Regions from separate parts of the Mus musculus genome. Here all the other regions are linked to region 1. Evidence: chromatin contacts called from public Hi-C, Micro-C and promoter capture Hi-C data. All regions are on one chromosome and are shown on one strand. Each heading gives the region's core, a stretch centred on a gene start, on an enhancer-like site or on the middle of the called end of the contact. The rest is flanking DNA. Distances are from core to core; before and after follow the strand shown.

The links. Promoter capture Hi-C pulls out the DNA fragments that hold promoters and counts their contacts. A called contact is a pair of places that touch in the nucleus more often than the background predicts.
Region 2: a Micro-C map of embryonic stem cells shows a contact between it and region 1, with 15 times the contacts expected there. The contact joins the promoter of Pigp here to the promoter of Brwd1 in region 1. A contact is called at or near these places in 1 of 39 promoter capture datasets (liver), 1 of 484 Hi-C or Micro-C datasets (embryonic stem cells), 2 of 115 datasets of contacts at active chromatin or transcription factors (astrocytes and embryonic forebrain) and 1 of 9 other capture datasets (adipose tissue).
Region 3: a Micro-C map of embryonic stem cells shows a contact between it and region 1, with 4 times the contacts expected there. The contact joins the promoter of Dyrk1a here to the promoter of Brwd1 in region 1. A contact is called at or near these places in 2 of 39 promoter capture datasets (cranial neural crest and second pharyngeal arch cranial neural crest), 2 of 484 Hi-C or Micro-C datasets (both in embryonic stem cells), 2 of 115 datasets of contacts at active chromatin or transcription factors (astrocytes and extraembryonic endoderm stem cells) and 1 of 9 other capture datasets (liver).
Region 4: a Hi-C map of B cells shows a contact between it and region 1, with 5 read pairs. The contact joins the enhancer-like site here to the promoter of Brwd1 in region 1. A contact is called at or near these places in 4 of 39 promoter capture datasets (the 3T3-L1 cell line, cranial neural crest, liver and 1 more), 1 of 484 Hi-C or Micro-C datasets (B cells) and 4 of 115 datasets of contacts at active chromatin or transcription factors (astrocytes, embryonic stem cells, extraembryonic endoderm stem cells and 1 more).
Region 5: a contact with region 1 is called in a promoter capture Hi-C map of hippocampal neurons, with 2.7 times the contacts expected there. The contact joins the enhancer-like site here to the promoter of Brwd1 in region 1. A contact is called at or near these places in 1 of 39 promoter capture datasets (hippocampal neurons), 1 of 484 Hi-C or Micro-C datasets (liver) and 4 of 115 datasets of contacts at active chromatin or transcription factors (astrocytes, embryonic forebrain, embryonic stem cells and 1 more).

The regions. Positions count from the first base shown.
Region 1 is chr16:96,080,833-96,084,418 of GRCm38.p6, reverse strand. Brwd1 (bromodomain and WD repeat domain containing 1) reads left to right here and starts at 1,991. Exons shown (of 42, transcript NM_145125.3): 1 at 1,991-2,165; 2 at 2,239-2,297; 3 at 2,412-2,441; 4 at 2,546-2,605. The coding sequence starts at 2,117.
Region 2 is chr16:94,368,585-94,372,170 of GRCm38.p6, reverse strand. Pigp (phosphatidylinositol glycan anchor biosynthesis, class P) reads left to right here and starts at 1,621. Exons shown (of 5, transcript NM_001159618.1): 1 at 1,621-1,805; 2 at 1,979-2,082. The coding sequence starts at 1,741. Ttc3 (tetratricopeptide repeat domain 3) reads right to left here and starts at 1,432. Exons shown (of 46, transcript NM_009441.2): 1 at 1,310-1,432.
Region 3 is chr16:94,568,469-94,572,054 of GRCm38.p6, reverse strand. Dyrk1a (dual-specificity tyrosine-(Y)-phosphorylation regulated kinase 1a) reads right to left here and starts at 1,849. Exons shown (of 12, transcript NM_007890.2): 1 at 1,521-1,849.
Region 4 is chr16:94,587,144-94,590,729 of GRCm38.p6, reverse strand. All of the region lies in intron 1 of Dyrk1a (dual-specificity tyrosine-(Y)-phosphorylation regulated kinase 1a), which reads right to left. Among named protein-coding and RNA genes, the nearest start is that of Dyrk1a, 19 kb to the right of the region's middle. Within about 2 kb of position 1,684, at least 98 of the 459 cell types and tissues checked have an H3K27ac peak or open chromatin away from gene starts, as enhancers often do. A contact at or near this core is called in B cells, where this site is marked.
Region 5 is chr16:94,717,419-94,721,004 of GRCm38.p6, reverse strand. No RefSeq gene overlaps it. Among named protein-coding and RNA genes, the nearest start is that of Gm41504, 5.3 kb to the right of the region's middle. Within about 2 kb of position 1,989, at least 12 of the 459 cell types and tissues checked have an H3K27ac peak or open chromatin away from gene starts, as enhancers often do. A contact at or near this core is called in hippocampal neurons, where this site is marked.

The sequences.
Region 1 (3,586 bases), core at 742-3,241:
CTCCAGGCCCTATCTTTATTACTTTGACTATGGCTTGTGAGCCTACTGCCAGTAGGTTCCCTTGGTGCTACACCAAGTCCATCTCTTTATCCTTATGGCTACAGTTCCAGTGGGTCCTCTTTGATTTACTCTCTCAGGTTTACTAAGTAATATTTTTCTGTATCTTGGTCTCAACTTGCAACCTCTCCTTGACTGGAACGTTCCAGTTTTCCCATTTTCAGCTGGAGACTCTCTGGTTGTGTCCATCAGTCACCCCGAATACTTGAACTAAACCTGTTTTAAAGGGTCTCATGTACCTTGGGGCTCTCCTCAAGCCGTGTGGATAATCATGTCCGTGAACTTCTGAACCTCTGGCCTCTGCCTGTGCTGGGATTAGTGGGTGCTTTGTTTCTGTGCTGCTCTGGATCAAACTCAGGCAAGCCCCCGAGTAAATGACAGAGTTCTTTGGCTTTCTCCTTCAGTTGCATGACATCCCCAGAGGAGTGAAAGTTCCATACCTTTCCCTCAGGCAAGTTGGTTTTTATCCCAGTGCCCTAAATCTTATCACTATAGTTCACCTTTCCCTTAAAGGACGCCAAACTGTTTCCATGGGAACGGTGGAGTTTACTGTTCCATTTTATCTTACCACTTGGTGTTTGCTGAGTTAGGATTACTCTGAATAGGTGGGCCATCTACATATTCATATGTACTTTCCATGTAATTAATGAAAGTCAACTCAGAGGCTGGAAATGCGTATTAGTTCATAAAATCCTTGAGCTCTGGAAGGAGCCGCACTGTTGGCTACAATTTACAGATAAGGCCAATTGAGACAGAGGTTAAGTGATTTGCCTAGGATCATACACCTGATAGTTGGAGCCAGTCTAAGGTTCACTGCCCGGGCACGACTGGGACACCTCGTTCTGCCTCCGCACGCAGGCACTAGAATGACTAGCTGGTACAACGCCTTGGTCACAAGACAGGACTCCTACAAATGACCTTGCTCGGTCAGCCCTTCGCAGGGGCGCAGGGGTTAAGAAAAGAATGCGGAGCCACCCTAGCACTATGTCCTAAGCCTAAGGAAAAGAAACAGCCGAACCACCCTAGACTCTTTATAGACACAAACAATTCCCTTGCCGCACCCTAGCCCGCGACAGGAGCTCGCTTTCCCGTTGGAAGACGACTGTCTTTTGGTGTTTGGGAATAAAGAGCCGAGGTCGTTTGAGGTCAGGCCTCTTTTTCTGACTCTCTGCTGCCCGATAAATCTAACAATGGCCATGTTTAGTTCTGTTCTGCACTCTACGTCAGAGCTTGTCAGCGCACACTGGACGTGGTGAAACAGATCCGGTTGGGTCAGGAGCCTAGAGCGGTAATTAGGGGGATTTTTCTGTAACTCTTCCACCCCTCCAACAAAACGACTGACACTTGTGGCCGCAGCCCGTTTCCCACGGGCCCTCTGAGTTCCCGTCAAGTCATCGCGGACTCCCAGATTCCGTCACCCGTACCGGGCATCTTTAACCCATCGCGGGGCGCGGGACGCGGGGCGGCGGGAGGTCGGGAGGGCAGCGGGTAAGGTGGTGTCGCAGCCTCCGCTCTGGGTTCAGCCACCCTCCTGCAGAGCTCCTCCCCAGCCTCAGGGTCTTCAGGCCCAGCCCAGGTGACCGTCCTCCCAGGCTCCGCCCTGCCCTGCCCCGCCCCGCCCCCTCCACTCCAGCTCGCCGTACCGCCTCCGCCGCCGCACAAAGGCCGGCGGCCGCCTCACCGCGCGCAGGAATCCGGCCACGCGCGCCCCAGCCCCCCCACCCCCCGCCCCGCGGACGCAGCCCCGGCTGGCTCGCCGCCCCCTTTTGCGCTTCACGCCCCCGACGCACAGGACGCCGAGGCGAGGCCCGCCTCCCAGCCAAGGAGCCACATCCGCGTCGTGCCACGCCGCCGGCTCCCCGCGGGGGGACTACTTCGCTCCCCGCCCCTCGGTCCCGCGCGACTTCCTGCCGCGGACGCGTCGGTGCGCGGCGCGCACGGCATGGCGGCGGCGGCGCGCGCCTGAGGAGCTGGGGGTACGCCGGCCCGGTCAGGCCTCGGCGCGGCCTACGCGCTCCACTTGTTCGCTGGTCCGCTCGCTCCCGCCCGGCGCCCCGCCATGGCGGAGCCTTCGCCGGCCCGACGTCCGGTGCCTCTCATCGAGTCGGGTAAGACACGGCCGCGCGTCCCCTGCCCGGTGTCGCGCAGCCGCCGCTGACCGTCCCTGTCTTCTCCCCGCAGAGCTGTACTTTCTCATCGCCCGCTACCTCTCAGCTGGCCCGTGTCGCCGAGCGGCGCAGGTGAGTGCCGGCTGGGCGAGCGGGCGGGCGGGCGAGCGAGCGAACCGGGGGCGAACGAACCGGGGGTGAGCGGGGCAGCTGACGGGGTCTGACCGCGCGTCTTCTCTGCCGCAGGTGCTGGTGCAGGAGCTGGAGCAGTACCAGGTCGGTCCGCCGCCCCCGCGTCCCCGTCCCCGCCCCCGCGTCCCGGTCCCGCCCGGCCTCCCGGCCGCGGTGGTCACCCGGACGCCTTTCGTGTCTCATTCCAGCTGTTGCCGAAGAGGTTGGACTGGGAGGGCAACGAGCACAACAGGAGCTACGAGGAATTGGTGAGCAGCTCCCGCGTCCTCCGCGCGCCCGCGCCCCCCAGCCGGGTCTCTGCTCCCCTGCGGGCGCCGCGGGGCCGCGCCCGGGGGTGGTCTCTGGTGGTCCGGCGTCCCGGGGCGACGGGCCCGACCCCCGAGGGCTCGCGGTGGCGGGGTGGGGGGCGGGATTTGGCAGAAAATGGTTTTGGGGGCGGTGCCGGGCGCAGGCGGGGGCGCCCCTGGCTCGCGGCCGGGCTGGGGCTCCAGGTGCGGCCGCCAGCCACTGAGAGGGGCGCTCTCATCTCTCTCCCTTCCCGATTTGTAACTCGAGCTCTCATTGGTCTCTCCTTTCTCTGCCCCGCCCAGACTTTCAGACCTCTTGTTCCCCAGGAATAGAGAGAGAGTCCTTAGTCTCCCAAGGTGGAGAAATGGCCCCTTCCTGTACTGTACTCCCTTCCTCTGTAGGATCGCACAGAGTTCTCCGTGGTGAATATGTCAGTGCGGCACCCCTGCTTCCCCGACCCGTGCACTGTGTGTTGACTGCCTTTAGAAAGTTGGCTCACACTTGATCTTGCTGTATGTAGCGGTTCAGGCTTTAAGTTGACATCCGTCAGTCGGTGTATTTATTTTTTGAGACAGGGTGTCATTACGTACCACTGTCTTGCCTTGAACTCGGGTAGGCCAGGCTGGCCTTGAATTCATTTCCTGCTTCTGAGAGCTCGGACTAAGCTCTCAGAAGCAGTTGTGTGTGCCTGTCTTAACATTTCCGAGGAGTGGTAACTTGCGGATTACATTTATTTTCCTTTGCCTTATTTTCCCTACTTGCTTAGAGGTTCTTGTGTATAGTTGAGTTTTATCCAGGTAACAGAGGCTTTGGGTGTTTATCGTTAACGAAGCACAAATGTTGCAGGAGAATATCTTCGACAATTTTAAGATAAAAGACTCACACTGAGCATATTGGTTACAGAAGGTTGAGATGAGTGTGTGCTGTTGATGTTTGGCTGC
Region 2 (3,586 bases), core at 372-2,871, 1.7 Mb after region 1:
GAAATTAAAAGAGAAAAAAGGAAAATTAAGCAACAATAAGAAAACCGAGCAGGAGAGAAAGACAATCCGCAGCCCTTGAGCGCAAAGCACAAACCCCTGACAAGCACAGTAGTGGCAATTGAATCCCTAGGAGAGTTTTACCGTATAACAAACCCATTTTTCTTAAAATAAAATACACATTTCTTGAAAGAACGTGTTCTAACTAGAGCTGTGGTTGTGAGAAAACTGCCCCGGAGAGAGCAGTAAAACCTGTATGATTTCAACCCTGTTCCCTTGATCCCTCGCCAGAGTCCAGAGCTTTAAAAGGCTGCTATAAACACCCTGCAATACCCAGTGTTAGCCATCGCCTGGTGAGAGGCACAAGCACAAACGGTGGAAAGAATTTGCAAACTGAAGGACGTCTGGAAACTACAAGCTTCTGAGAAAGGTACCGTGCAGTGGTACCGACACACCCTCGGCTTCATTTTGGTCCTTTGTCCCCCCACCCCCCTAGTCTGTCCCCTCCCCAATAGGAGATGGCAGCCCAGGCCTCAGTGACGTCGCCAGCACTGCGGAGCAGCAGCCCTGCGCAGGCGTAGGAAAAGGCTGCAGGTGGGGAGGTGGGGTGGGGGGCAGCTCTGCGTCCCTCCCGGGTCCTCCCAGAAACGGGGGTGGGGGTGGGGGGGAGAGGCGCGCACACACAGACCAGGGGCAGCGCGCACGCGCGTCACCGCAATTCCAACCCCGCGCACGCCACAGGGCCCCTACACAGCGCACCTTTGGGGACCCTCGAGGACGCACGCGCGCGCCTGCCACTGCAGCCTGCCGCAGCGGCGGGTGGGCGGGCGCGCGCGGGTGCTGAGGAGGGGGCGCGCACACCACAGGGAAGGCAGTGACAAAGGTGGGAGGGGAACCACCATCCTCAGAGGATGAGAAGGACGCCCACGCCGTCGTAGGGAAGGGAGAGCGTAGGAACAAAGCGGGCCAGCCGCAGACCCAGAGGCGCGTCCCCGAGCGCTCGGAACGCGGGAACGGGTACCTGACCCGGGATGTCACCCGCACGCCAGGCGACGCGCACACAAAAGACCCCCCTTCTACCGTTAAGGACGCCCGAGGGTCACTGGACAAAGGGAACACACCCACAAGGGCAAGGGCGGCCACACCCCCTCAGCGCGCGGGCGCTCGGCGAGACGCGCGGCGACGCGCACACCCACACTCACCACACACCCACGGAGGGAGGTGTGGAGCGCCCCGATGCCCGGGCATCTCGGCTGCGGCGGGACGCGCAGACGCTTCCGTGAGCCCCGCCGCGCGCAGGGTCTGCACTCACCCGGGCCCGCAGCCCGCGAGCCTCAGACGCGGGCTGCCGACGCCTCCGGCCCTCCACGTCAACCAGACCCGCAGAGCGAACGCTCCGCGGCTCCTGAGGCGGGCGGGTCACGTGGCTTAGGGTGCGCATGCGCAGTCGCCGCGTCGCCCCCTCAGCTCGGTGGGGTGGGTGGTGAGACCGTGCTAGCCCCCTCGCTGCGGTCGCGGTGCGCCTGCGCCAAGCGGCGGGGGCGCCTGCCAGCCTCTGCTTTTCCTCAGGTTTTTTTTTTTTTTTAATTTCCGCCCACGCTGCGGGGGTAGCTGAGCCGCGCCTGCGCATTGGACTGAGTGGGGCTGAAGGGTGGGGACGGGTGGGCGTCGGTGCTCGCAGGACTCAAGGTCCCGGGCCTCCTGTTTCCTCTGAGCCTCACGAAGGCTGGGACAGGGCCCATCATGAGAGGGCAGGACTCGGGGCCTCTGTCCAGCCCGGGCCCCTTCCTCGCCTCAGAGGGTCCGAGGTGCGCATTTTCCCCGCAGCGCGCGCTCCCGCCGCCCCCTCAGCTGCAGTGGCGCGCGCGCGCGAACATCCGCAGTGGCTGTGTCCGCAGCAAGCGATGAGATTATGTAACAGACCATTGGTGAAGGGGGGCGGGGGGAGATGTCTGACGACGATTGTGTTCCTTTTCCACAGATTGTCTAAAGCCACAGGGAAGATGGTGGAAAATTCACCGTCGCCATTGCCAGAAAGAGCGATTTATGGCTTTGTTCTTTTCCTAAGCTCACAATTTGGCTTCAGTAAGTACTGGAATGATGGATGGCCAAGGCCCTTAATGGTATTGAGAACCAGGAAATAATGTGTTTGTCCTTAGAACGTACACACATGAACTGTTGATTCTTTCTACCTGTGTCTCTTCACGAGTCCTAAAAGGGGTACCGTTTGTTTGCTCAGTTTATGTATGCAGTTCTAGATGAACTCTCCAATATTTATTTAGCACTAGGCTTGATGCTAATGTGAATAAAACCTGGCCCCAATCCTTGAGGTCATAGTCATGTGGAGAAGCATAGTAAACCCACAGTTCAGAGAGCATGATGAGTGCCCTGGAAGAGCCTTGGAAGGTTTAGAAATTGGGGTTAGCTACCTCCAGGCCACTCCCTGGCAGTTCTATCAGAATAAGTCAGGAAGGACCATGGATAGAGTCTCTGAGTGAAGGCCTGTGAAGGTTTGGAAGTGAGATGCTTATAGCTCCAGGATAGCATGCTGTAGCTGAAGAGTGAAGATAATGGGCCAGAGAAGTCAGGTGTAAGAATGTACCCTTAACGTCTGGGATCTGCATTAATGCCCACAATGTTCCATTTTGTAGATGAGGCCACTGAGGCTTACAAAACAAAACAAAACAAAAACAAAGAACAAAAACAAACTTAATATGACCAACTCAACAAACAGAACCAAAGTCCCTCTTCAAATAGTTTGGAAGATATGAGGCAATCAAGTGGTAGAAAATTGAATGCCCACAATCCAACCTGGTCCTTGATAGAAATCAGAATGTCTATGTGGAGGTATCCTTCCCAATTCTTAAGTGAAAAGTACTAGCTTAGCTGTAGTGTAGTGGGATGAAGAAGCTACAGTTACTGGCTCTTTCGTGGAATCATTGTTTGGCCTGAGAGCTTTGTGTTTTGCATGAAGTGAACCTGTGAAGTAGGTGCTGCCTTGCTTCCTCAGTTTAAAGATGGGAATACTGAATTTAAGTAACTTGATCAAAGCCAAATAGCAACAGGACTGGAATTAGAACAGGTATACTGGCAGACTTCACTCTACTGAAGTCCTTTGACTCTTGTATTAACTTGGGTAATTTATGCAAAGAAGCTGCTTAATAAACATTAGCTGCCCTTTATTTCTATAAATTACTATTCAAAGAGGATTTTAAGGATTGGAATCTACAAGCATGTTAGATAAACCAAAACCTAATTGAAGAATTTACTGAGCACTTACTATGTATCAGACAGTGTTAGAGGCCAGGGAAAGGTAAAATAACCAAACCTTGTCTGCCTTCATTTGAGCTTTCTGCATACTTGGAGACGACAGATAAGTAAAACATATCCAGGAAGCAAAACAGGGATAGGGTGGAGGAGATTAAGGAGCAGGAAGAGCCCTCCTCATGTGCTGTGCTGCTGTGTGCTATCTTTTAATACTACAACTTACCATGCAGAAAGGAAAAGATCTCTGTAAGCATCTTTGTTCGGCACCAGAAGCTTACAGAAAGCACAAACCATCTCTTCAGGAGTTACTGTATTCCAGTCT
Region 3 (3,586 bases), core at 600-3,099, 1.5 Mb after region 1:
TTTGAGCTCCTGTCTCCCACTTACAGTCTATTTAAAAATGTAATTCTTTAAGACAATTAAAAAAAATTTAACAAACAAAAAGTAAGATAATTCCACTACATTAACATCTCAAATCAAAATACCTAATAGTTATTCTTAACGTGCAAAGTACAGTGTCAAAAGAGAAATGTAAGTATTTAAATAAAAAATAACTTCACACCAAACTTTATGACTTATCAATACGCAAAAAGAACTCTACACTGTAACAGTTAAACGCAAAGAACAAAATGCACCAGTGGTTTCAATTCTTCCACTGAAAAACAGACTAGTTTACCTGGGGGGGGGGGGGCATGACAAGTTTCATTACAGGGGCTCATCTAAACTGTACTTCTGCAAACCCTAAATTAACTCTACCAAAACCTGTACCCAAACAGTCTAGGTTACAGCCCTGAGTCATCATACAGTACTTAATAATAAGTTAGGAGCCAATGAACAGAAAGCCAGGCTAACAACTGACATAGGCCTCCTGGAGTACTGGCTGTATGACCTTGGACTAGTCACTGCCCACCTCTAGGCTCAGTCTGCTCATCTGTAAAATGGGCAGCATTTCCAACTGGGAGGTTATTCGAGGTAATATATAAAAGGCCTTGCACTAATCTATGAGTGTGCAAACAGTTACAAGGAATATTTTCTTGGGATTTGGCAGAACTCAAGAAGCAAACGATGCTGCACCTCGACGACAGGAGTCACATAATCTAGGGCTGGGCAAAGACAAGACAAGTCATTGGAGTCACTGACTCACGAATTTTGCCATTTTTAACTATTTCGGGGTAGGGAGGGGCCTCTAGCTTAGTGCTGATATTCAGCAGCTCTGGGGCCTCTGGAGCCTGAGTGGGTCTGAGCCTATAAATAGATGTTGAAGTTTTGAGGCGATACACAGGTCTCCATTCTAATTCCAGTCTCCTCCCGCTGCTATGCAGGTCACCCCGGCCCCTCCGGTGCCCTGGGTGGCCCGCGCTCGCGGCCCGACTTCCGAGCACACCAGGTCCCCAGGCCCGAGCGCGGGCCCACTGGGCCTCGCAGGCAGCAGGCTGCCGACCTTCGCCGGCCCGGCCCGGCCGGGCCTTGCGTCCTCGCCTCCCGGCCGCCAGCCCCATTTTCTGATCCCGTGCATTGTCCTTGCCCAGAACCCCGGCGCTCCGCACGCCGGTGGGGACCGAGAGGAGGGACGAGGGAGGAGCTGGGGGCAGAGGATGAGGAGGAAGAGGAGGAGGAGGAGGAGAACAGCCTCCTCCCCTGCGCCCGGGCAGCCAGTGGAGGTCTGGCGCCGGCCCGGCCCGAGGCAGCGGGTCCCACCCGCCGCAACTTTCCTCGGGGACGAGGCCTTCTTCCCCGGGCCCCGGGCCGCCCGCCCGCCCGCCCGCTCGCTCCTAAGATGGCAGGTCCCTCCCTCCCTCCGCTTGAGGCCTGGCGAGCCCGGCTCGCAGGCCCCGAGAAGCCGCGCGCTGGGCCGCGCCGCGCCGGGCGGGGCGGACACTCACCGGGACGATGGCGGGGCGCTCGCGCCGCTCCCTCCGGTGAGTCTCAGCCTCGAGCTCCCGCGCCGCGCTCCCGCCGCGGCCTCCGCAGCCAGCGCCGCCCCGGCCGCCTCTCTCCGCCCCCGGCGTCCCGGCTCCGCGCCGCAGCCGCGCTGGCTCAGGGTCCGTCGGGCTGGCGGGGCCGGCGGCGCCCGCGGCCGGGGAGGCAGGCGACAGCCCCTCCCCGGCAAATACCGCAGTCCCCGGGCCCCCGAGTGTCGGCGGCGGGGCCCGGCCCGGCCCGGTGCGGAGGGCGGCGGCGGCGGCGAGGCCGGGCGCCGAGTGGCGGCCGCTGCCGGCCGCTTCTTCCCGACGAGGATTTTTGTAAATCTCACAAAATGGCGCGCGCTCCGAAGCTGCGCAGCGAGCAGCGCCGGGGCCCGAGCGGCGGCGGCGGCGGCGGCGGCTCCGCCAGGAGAGCCCGGACCGCCCGCCCCCGATCCCGCACAGACACTCGCGCACACTCACCGCGCGCACACTCGCCCTCGCACACGCTCCCTCACACTCACACCGGTCCCGCCCGCTCGCCGGCGGCGGCGGCGGCGGCAGCGGCAGCGGCACCAACAGCAGCAGCAGGAACAGCAGCACAAGCGGCGGCGGCGGTGGCGCCCGCACCCCCGCTCGGGGAGTCCGCTTTCTCAGCCCGACCTGGGCCGCGATCGGCAGCAGCGACGGCAGCAGTCTCCCCGGATCCCCCCGCCGCGGTTGCCGCCGCCACCCCCGCCTCACTCCAATGGGGCTTTTTATTATTATTCGGGCGGGAAGCGAAAGGGTTTAAAAAAAAACCAACCAACAAAATGGCGACGGACCGACCCGGTCGCTATAGCAACTGTCAATCAAAACGCAAAACCCCGGCTGACGTGCTGACGTCCTCCGCCCGCCCCTCCCGGCCCCAAGCCGGCGGGCGGGGCCTGTTGCTCGGGTAACGGCAGATTCCGTTCCCTCCTTCCCCTCTCTCCTCCGTCCCCCAGCCAACCACCCAACCCCCCTCAGGTCACGTGAAGGATAAATTCGGAGCTCGGGCCCGCTATGAGTGTCAGAGGAGGGCGCGTGATTCGCTCGGGGGAGGGGAGTGGAGGGAAGGGAAGGGAAGGGACGGGGGCGAGGCGGTGGCCTGCCGGTGCGCGAGCGAGCGAGCGAGCGCCTGCCGCCTCGCGGCCGCCTCGCCCCGCCCCCGCGCTCGCTCCCACGCCGACTGCGGCCGGGCCAGCGCGCGCCCCCGTGGCGCAGCGCGCTCCCGCGCCGCGAGCCCGCAGCCCCGCCCGCGCGGCCCGGGAAGGAAGGGAAGCGGAGGGCAAGCCGCCCACCTCGCGGCCCTGGGAGGCCGCCGTCGCGAGCCCCTATCCCGACCGGGCCCGCGCAGGCCTGGACGATCGCTGGCGTCCGGCTCACCTCCGGAATTACGCCCGCGGCTGCAGGCGCGCGGCCGCCACCTTACTCGGACCGTGCCCGCGCGCGGGCCGCGCAGAAACTTTCCAGGCTGGGCACGCTCCCGGGCGCCGGTTCCCCGGCTTCTCCATCGGAATGCCCAGCCAGCGCCAACCCCAGGGCTTTCGGAGGGGGTTGGGGGGGGGGGTTGTTTTTTGTTTTTTTTTTTATTGTTACCTGTCCTAAGTCACCTCGGTTTCCCGATTCTTAAATTTGCCCACTTGGCCTTAACCGTCGAATCTTCACCGGAATTCTGCCTTTCGGTTTTTTTGTTTTGTTTTTTATTCTACTGTCTTCCGCCTGGCTAAATACTGCTGGGTGTCCTCTCGGGCCATTGACACTGAAGTCCCCTGTGCTGGCTACTTTGTAATTAGGAGACAGCTACTGGCTAAAATTGTATTTTGTACCTATTCTAAAATAATGGCGTTAGCTAGTAGCTTAAAAGGATATACATAAAGATATTTTCGTGTGTAAGTATATACACTGTTGCACACCAAAAGTAACTGGATTTATTTCTACACATGGTTTTTACCATAGTGGTGTTGACGTTTTGCTTAAGCTCTTTGCAACAGATGCAGTCTTATAAACAAATGTAAAAACAC
Region 4 (3,586 bases), core at 435-2,934, 1.5 Mb after region 1:
CCAAATCTGAGCTCTTCTGCCTTCCCACAGGAAGCAAGGTGCAGCCTTCGCTTCTGCAAGTTTCCCACCATTTTCCTTGCTGCTGGGTTCTGGTTACTGCTCCACAGCACAGCAAAGGGCCCTCATACTTCCTAACAAACTGTTCCCTGCTGTCTCTAGCTAGACTATTGACACAAAGACTACCTCACATGATCTCTTTCTGATTAAAGGAGAACGCAACTCTTAACACTTACAGTATGATTTCTGAGCCCCCTGTAATACACTGCAACTTCCTCACAGACAGGGAACATCTTACTCAGCTTGGCCTTGCCACAGTCCAAAGCTCAGACTCTTCCATGCATACTATATTCAGTGTGTTGCACTCAGGGCATTGAGCTGTCACCTACTATCCTACAACTGTGAAAAATCAAAACTGTCTACTCATGATTAGTTTTCAAGAACAGTTAAACTGAAAGGGTAACATTTTTTGAGTCCTGCTCAAGTATGCAAAACTCTAGAAGCCTAGATTCCCACCTGTACCTCCCAGTTTATTTCTGACAGGAAATAAACTTACCTTTCTGGGCTAACCAGGCAGATACTCAATTTTACAATGCTATCTAAAGCTTTTATGCTATTTTTCAGTTTATGAAACAACTTCAAATACAACCCATTTTCATCCTCTCTCAGCCTATGAGGTAAAGAAGCACTTTCCTATAAGGCAAATGACACACCAACTTTCTAAGGAAGTGTTTCCCACACTACTGACAGCTCCATTGGAATCACCCTGAGGGGGCTTGTTAAAAATTCAGATTCTGAGACAGAACCATCAGTCTCCTGAGGGCATAGCCTGAGCCTACTTGCTGAACAAGATCCCTAGGCAATCTTGACACAAGGCCAAACTGGGAATTTATGACAAGAACCCAGAGTCCAAGAGCCTGGGTAATGCTCAGGAAGGTTTTCTGAGCTGGCTCCCAGGAAGAGGACCTCCACTGCAGAGAGACTGAATATGTGTCTAAGTACAAGCAAGGTTGCAACAACTCTTCCTGAGGCAAACACGGAATCAGGTTTGGTTGAGTTGTATATTTCTAATTAACTTCACACATCTTTCATTACATTATCCTTAGCATTTTTAGCCACTACTTGCCAAACTATTTTACTTTGTGTAAAATGCATGACTAAGGTGAGGCTAGAGAGGTGGCTCAGCTGTTGAGAGCACTTGTTTCTCATGCAGAGGAGACTGTTTCAAGTCCCAGAACCCACATGGCAGCTCACAACCATCCATAGTTCCAGTTCCAGGGAATCTAATGCCTTCTCCTGACTTCTACAGGCATCACACACGCGCGCGCGCGCACACACGCACACACACGCACACACACACACACACACACACATTCACGCACACACGTGAAACACTGATACACATGAAATAAATCTTAAAAAAAAAAAAAAGCCCCACCCTCCCAAGAATAGAGAGATGCTGGTTGACTAGTCTGGCCTCTGTGGTCAGACCCTTTCCTGTTGAATTTCCCATCTCTATGCAGGTGCTATGCCCATCTATCTTAATCCCATAACAGAAAGTGAAAGGTACCCTCTAAAGCCTCGGGAAGGGCAGAGTGGACGCAGCCCAGTCCCCGTACTTCCCTATCCAGAGCACCTTCCCCACTCAGGTGAGAGCAAAACACAACAGGAAATGAGTGAACTACCCCAGCAGCCCCTTAAGACTAGCGCCTGCCTTCAGCATCTGTTACAGTGTGTGGCCACTGGCCCTATATTCTACTGTCTAGATGCCAAGTGCAACTAACTTCCTTCACAGGGCACCTCTAAGGCAGTACAAGATTGAGAAGAAAATTCTGGATGCCAAAAACTGATCACAAGATTATAAACCAGGTGTTTATACACAAGAATACTGACAGACCAGGGAGACTTAGAAGCACTGCAAGAAGCAAGAACCATCAGGCACTGCTCTTAACTGTCTGTTCCTTCCCTCTGCCCTCAATGTTATGATATAACCAGATTCTGAAATTATAGACATTTTGGCAGTTTTCTTATAGAAGATAGCAGGTTTAAAAAAATCAGTCTTCTGCTGAGCAGTACTGGTGCACACCTTCAATCTCAGCGCTTGGCAGGCAGAGGCAGGTGGGCTGTTTGAGGCAGCCTGATCTACAGACTGAGTTCCAGGACAATCAGGACTGCACAGAGAAACCCTGTGTTAGGGATAAAAAGTACTCTTGTACTTCTGCCATGCCTGTCCAGCAGCTCCCACCAACTCCTAGGGACACAGTTCTATTTGTACCCAGCTCAAAGCACAGAACTAAGCCAACACGCCAGATGTCAGCAGCCATCCCATGCCTTCGGCCTACAGGGTGGGGCACTGGGCTGTCTTCCACCCTTCCCCCCACCAACCTGTACTATAAAGGAGCAGACGCGGAACTGGTTTACTCCCTGGAAGAGACAGCTATGGCTGAAGGACAAGCTGGAGATGAATGTGTCTCTGAGGAGAATCTCTCAGGTCTCCCGTCAAGTAGCCAGCGCTGTGGCCCACGGTTTAGAAGTTGGATATGTGCACAGCTTGAGCGAGTTCCAATTACAGTCAGTCTTAGAATGTCTGGCCCTTTTTTTCCTTGTACAAAATACAGCCACAGGTTACTGTGGGAATATCTGAGGTGTTTTATGGATTGTAACATGATCCAAAAGGTGGTTTATTTGAAAAACTACACAGCCTGGCTTTTATCTCATAATGTGACGGGTAAGATGGAACTGAGACGCCCATTAAAGTACCCATCATCACTTCTGCTCAGTCCTTACGTGTGTATGAATACTATCAAAATTAAATATATCATTTAATTGATTTTGAGAATTATATTATTATATAGTGCTTTCAATGTACTTACAGCTAAAAGCTGATGCACAAAATAATATTATATAATGAAAACATGAACGAGCCAACACAAACTGTCACCTTTTGTTATGGCAGAGAATGTCCACTGGCTCAAGTCAACCACCACTGCAGTATCCACACCTTGCACAGTCCCGACCCTGAGACTGACCTGACCCAAGACAAGAGAAGATGGGAAGTGGCATGCTTCCAGGAAGGCTCCAACTGGCAGCTCTCTGTCTAACCTCTGGAAAGCAGTCATTCCATAAGAAGCCCAACTATCCCAATCTATGAAAAAGCCTAAACAGGGAGGGCAAAGGCAATGTGGAAGACGATGACAGACACCAGACAAGTAAAGGCTGAGTCAACTTGGACCGCACAGTGAAAGCAGATACCATTTGGAATAGAAATTATCCTGTCTAGACCTGAATACTCAGTAGACAAGCAGTGCTGTTGCTATATGCTACTACAACTGTGTTCAGGAACTCAGCATTTCCTTTACTAACAAATATAGGGACAATTACAATGAACTCGTTTGTAAACGTTTAACAGGAACATTCTCCCTCTTCTGAAATGTCTTTCCGAATTGAAAAAGAGGCTGTGAATCCCACCTCCTCACACTTTCTTTCTTCGGCATATCAACAGATATTCACTCATATCATACGGTTAATACTGAGAAGGAAGAGAGTCAAGACCCCAGATTAAAGACATAGAGGAGGAGAGATTTTCAGC
Region 5 (3,586 bases), core at 740-3,239, 1.4 Mb after region 1:
CTGGACCAGACAGCTGTCACACCAGCTGTGACTCAGGTCAGAGCATCACTCAACCCTCATCAGAGAATCTCCCTCTTGCAGCAGATGGTGACAAAATACCCCTGGGCAATGTGCAGAGGGTGAGAGACCTCCCTAACGCACTCTGCCCTAACTGGGATATCTTCATCGGACCCCTTCCTCAAAACCCAGAAATCTACCAGAAGAAAAGACAGAATTACTGTAAGAGTGAGAGGCTGACTCCCAGGAACCAGCACGGGTGAACTCAGACAATACAGCTCCTGGAAGCCCTGCACTGAGTCAGGCCAGACCAGGTCCCAGCACTAAGAGGGGAAGTGAACCGAAAGCCCCGCCCCTGACCAAGAAGTTATTGCAAGTGAGAGGTCCTCAAAGGAGTGACACTGGCCACATCAACAACACTCCAGGGCAGGCCCTGTGCCTAGGAGTACTTGGTCAACACAAAACAGACCTCCATGTTTTGTGGGTTTAGTTTCGTTGTTTGGTGATTTGGGGTTTCTTTTCTTTTTATTGTTTTTACTTTTTTTTTTTGTATATTGTTTTACTTAGGTGGGGTTGTTTTTACAGGAAGAGAAAATGTACGGTTGGTTAGGTAGGGAGGTGGGAAGGATCTGGGAAATGTTGGGGGAGAGGAAAGAATATAATCAAAATATATTGTTATAAAATTTTTAATAATTGTTTTTAATTCCCTAGATCAGTGGTTCTCAACCTTCTCAATGCTACAACCCTGTAATATAGTCCCTTGCGTTGTGGAGACCCCCAATCATAAAGTTATTTTCATTGCTACTTTATAACTGCAGTTTTGCTACTGTTATGAATCGGGATGTAAATATCTGTTTTCTGATGGTCTTGGAGACCCCTATGAAAGGGTCATTCAACCCCAAAGGTGACCCACAGGTTGAGAACTGTGACCTAGATCAAATGTCCCTTTCTAGCAGGTATTTACAGCAAGACTAAAAGTGAGGGAAATATAGATTTCTATTGATAAAGTGACCATCCACCATTGCAGGGGGCTCCCCCACCATTGCAGGGGGGCTCCCCCACCATTGCAGGGGGGCTCCCCCACCATTGCAGGGGGCTCCCCCACCATTGCAGGGGGGCTCCCCCACCATTGCAGGGGGGCTCCCCCACCATTGCAGGGGGCTCCCCCACCATTGCAGGGGGGCTCCCCCACCTTCTCCCAGTCCTTGACGCCTAGACTCTTGGCCTCTCTGTCATCTGCAGGAAATGGAAAATAACTTTCCCAGCCCCATATGTGTCCTTGAGTTTATGGCTTACAGCAGCAGCACCCTCTGTCCCTAACAGGAATGCTCCTTCTCTCTGGTCCCCCAGACTCTGATGTGTCCCTTTAAGCACATACCCAGCGGGCACCTGCATGCCTGACAGAAGAAAGAGCAGATTACATGTCTGTGCCGGGCAGCCCTCTGGAAGATGGTCTGTGCCCAGTACAGCAGAAACTGGAAAGCTAGCTCCTTGGCTCTGTATCCCACAAAACGTTAAGCCAAAAACTTAGGTGGGACTCCCACCTTAGACTTCCAGAGCCCTGCATTTGACAAACACCTTCCTAATTCTTCATAATTGGTTCTCAACCACAGGACAGGACCACAGCCCAGGGCATCAGACCAGGATGACTTTTTTTTTTCCATAACAAAAAGGCAGAGTCATGACATGACATGGAGTTTGTTTGCGACTGTGAATTAATGTGTCAGTGGCAACACAGACCTGTGCAATGTTAAATCCCATTAGACACTCAGCAGAGCCTAATTCCTGTAAAAAGTCAGGATCCACTCACGGAGCCTGCCCTGCAGAATCTGGGGTGTGTGGTTGCCGTAGTAATTGATGCCTTCAAGAACAAACCCATGCTTGGCTAATTACAGCTTTCTATTTTTAAACTCATCTCTGCTCTTCTCCCCCAACCCAACATTTCTCCAGGATACCAGCAGTAAAATACTATTACTGCTAACAGCACAGCCTGTGCTGGCTCAGAATAACTTGTTTGCAGCCTACCCCAGCACACAAAGACTCGGTGGGTGCCTTTAAAGGATCCCCCCCCTCCCAAAGCTTCACAAACGATGCAGAGTTCTGGAACTATGTCCCACTTGTGAGCTCCCAGGGTTAAGGGTAAGGCTTGCCCTGGTTGGCCTGTAGCCTCCCAGAGCCATGAATGACCCAGGCCATCTTGCTGTTTCATGATAGCTCTGGGGGGCCAGGTCATGAGATCTGTGTAAATCAGCTCTCGAGAGCTTGCTTGCTGCAGAGGTAGCCCACAGCCCAGGAAGAAGCTTCCAACATTGGGCTAAAGGCAGTCTCACCAACTCTGCCTGAAGGCTATTCTTCCCTGCACAGGAATGAGTGGGACTAACAGACAACCTCTCCAATGAGAACTGCTCTCTGTGACAGGCAAGTCCAGCATCGTCATTCACAGGCTTCCTGACCTCAGGATTTAAGTAGCAGAATCATCCTCTCTAACAGTTCTGGAGTCTGTCTTTGACATTATCAGCAGGGGTGTGCCCTCAAAGGCACCAGACCCACCTTCCAGACCAGGTCATTGCCAAGTTTTAGTTACAGGATTGGAGCCACACCCCGATGTCTTTCTCCTCTCTACACACTCTTCCCGGCAGGTCTAGTCTAGCCACCAAGCATACTGGATTAGGACCCTCCCTACCCTGTTACTGCCTATGCAAGTAGTCTCACTATGGGCCATTTGTTCTGCCTCACGTTGCATATAGTATACCTTGTGTGTCACCAGTGTGTCTCAGGATCTATTATGCAAGGTGTCTTGAAAGGGCCCAAAGGAGTCGGAGTAGGTGACCATCAAGGCTCCATGCCCATGAGATTGCAATACCATGAAGTTCAAGCAGTCCCACTGAGCCCCTCACACTGAGCACAGGCCAAATGTGGCCCGGGGAACGTTCACAATCTTCCTTTTTTCTTTCTACCTAAGGTATGCAGAGGGAAAGCAGAGAAACTCAGGCTCAAAGCCTTCTTCTAAGATGCCAGGAAGCTTTTGTTTACATGAGAGATGGCACTCAATCTTTGCCATATTGAAACTGAGAAAACTGTTTAAATTTAAAAAGAAAATCAGTGCCCATATACATGACACTCTTATGGGGGAAAAAAAAACCCACATTTTCTAGAATAAGAGCTTCACACTTGGCATTATGTGTCATTCTAGAGTCTTGCTCCCGTGGCCGGTCTGTGCCTCTGTCACAAGTCATGGAGTCCTTGAAAAATGTTCAGGAGGGAAGAAAGTTGAACAGCCTTAGGGCTGTTATGAATAAAGCCTTCTGACACCACAGGTACCTTAAAAGCAGCTTAGGAACCCCAGGAGTCCCTGATATCATGGCCACAGACTCAACCGTATGTCCTTAGACAGGGGTTAGACCAACTTCAGGGCCACAGCAGGAACGGCAATGCTTAGAGGGATCGTGGGCACATACTTGTCACAGGAGGGCAGAGTACACCATGAGAGGACACTAATCAGAGCCTACCCTAGTCAGAGAGAAGCTAATGGCTCAGAAGTTAGGGGAAGTCCTCAAACCTGAGCAGGAAGAAGAAGTCAAAGTTAGGG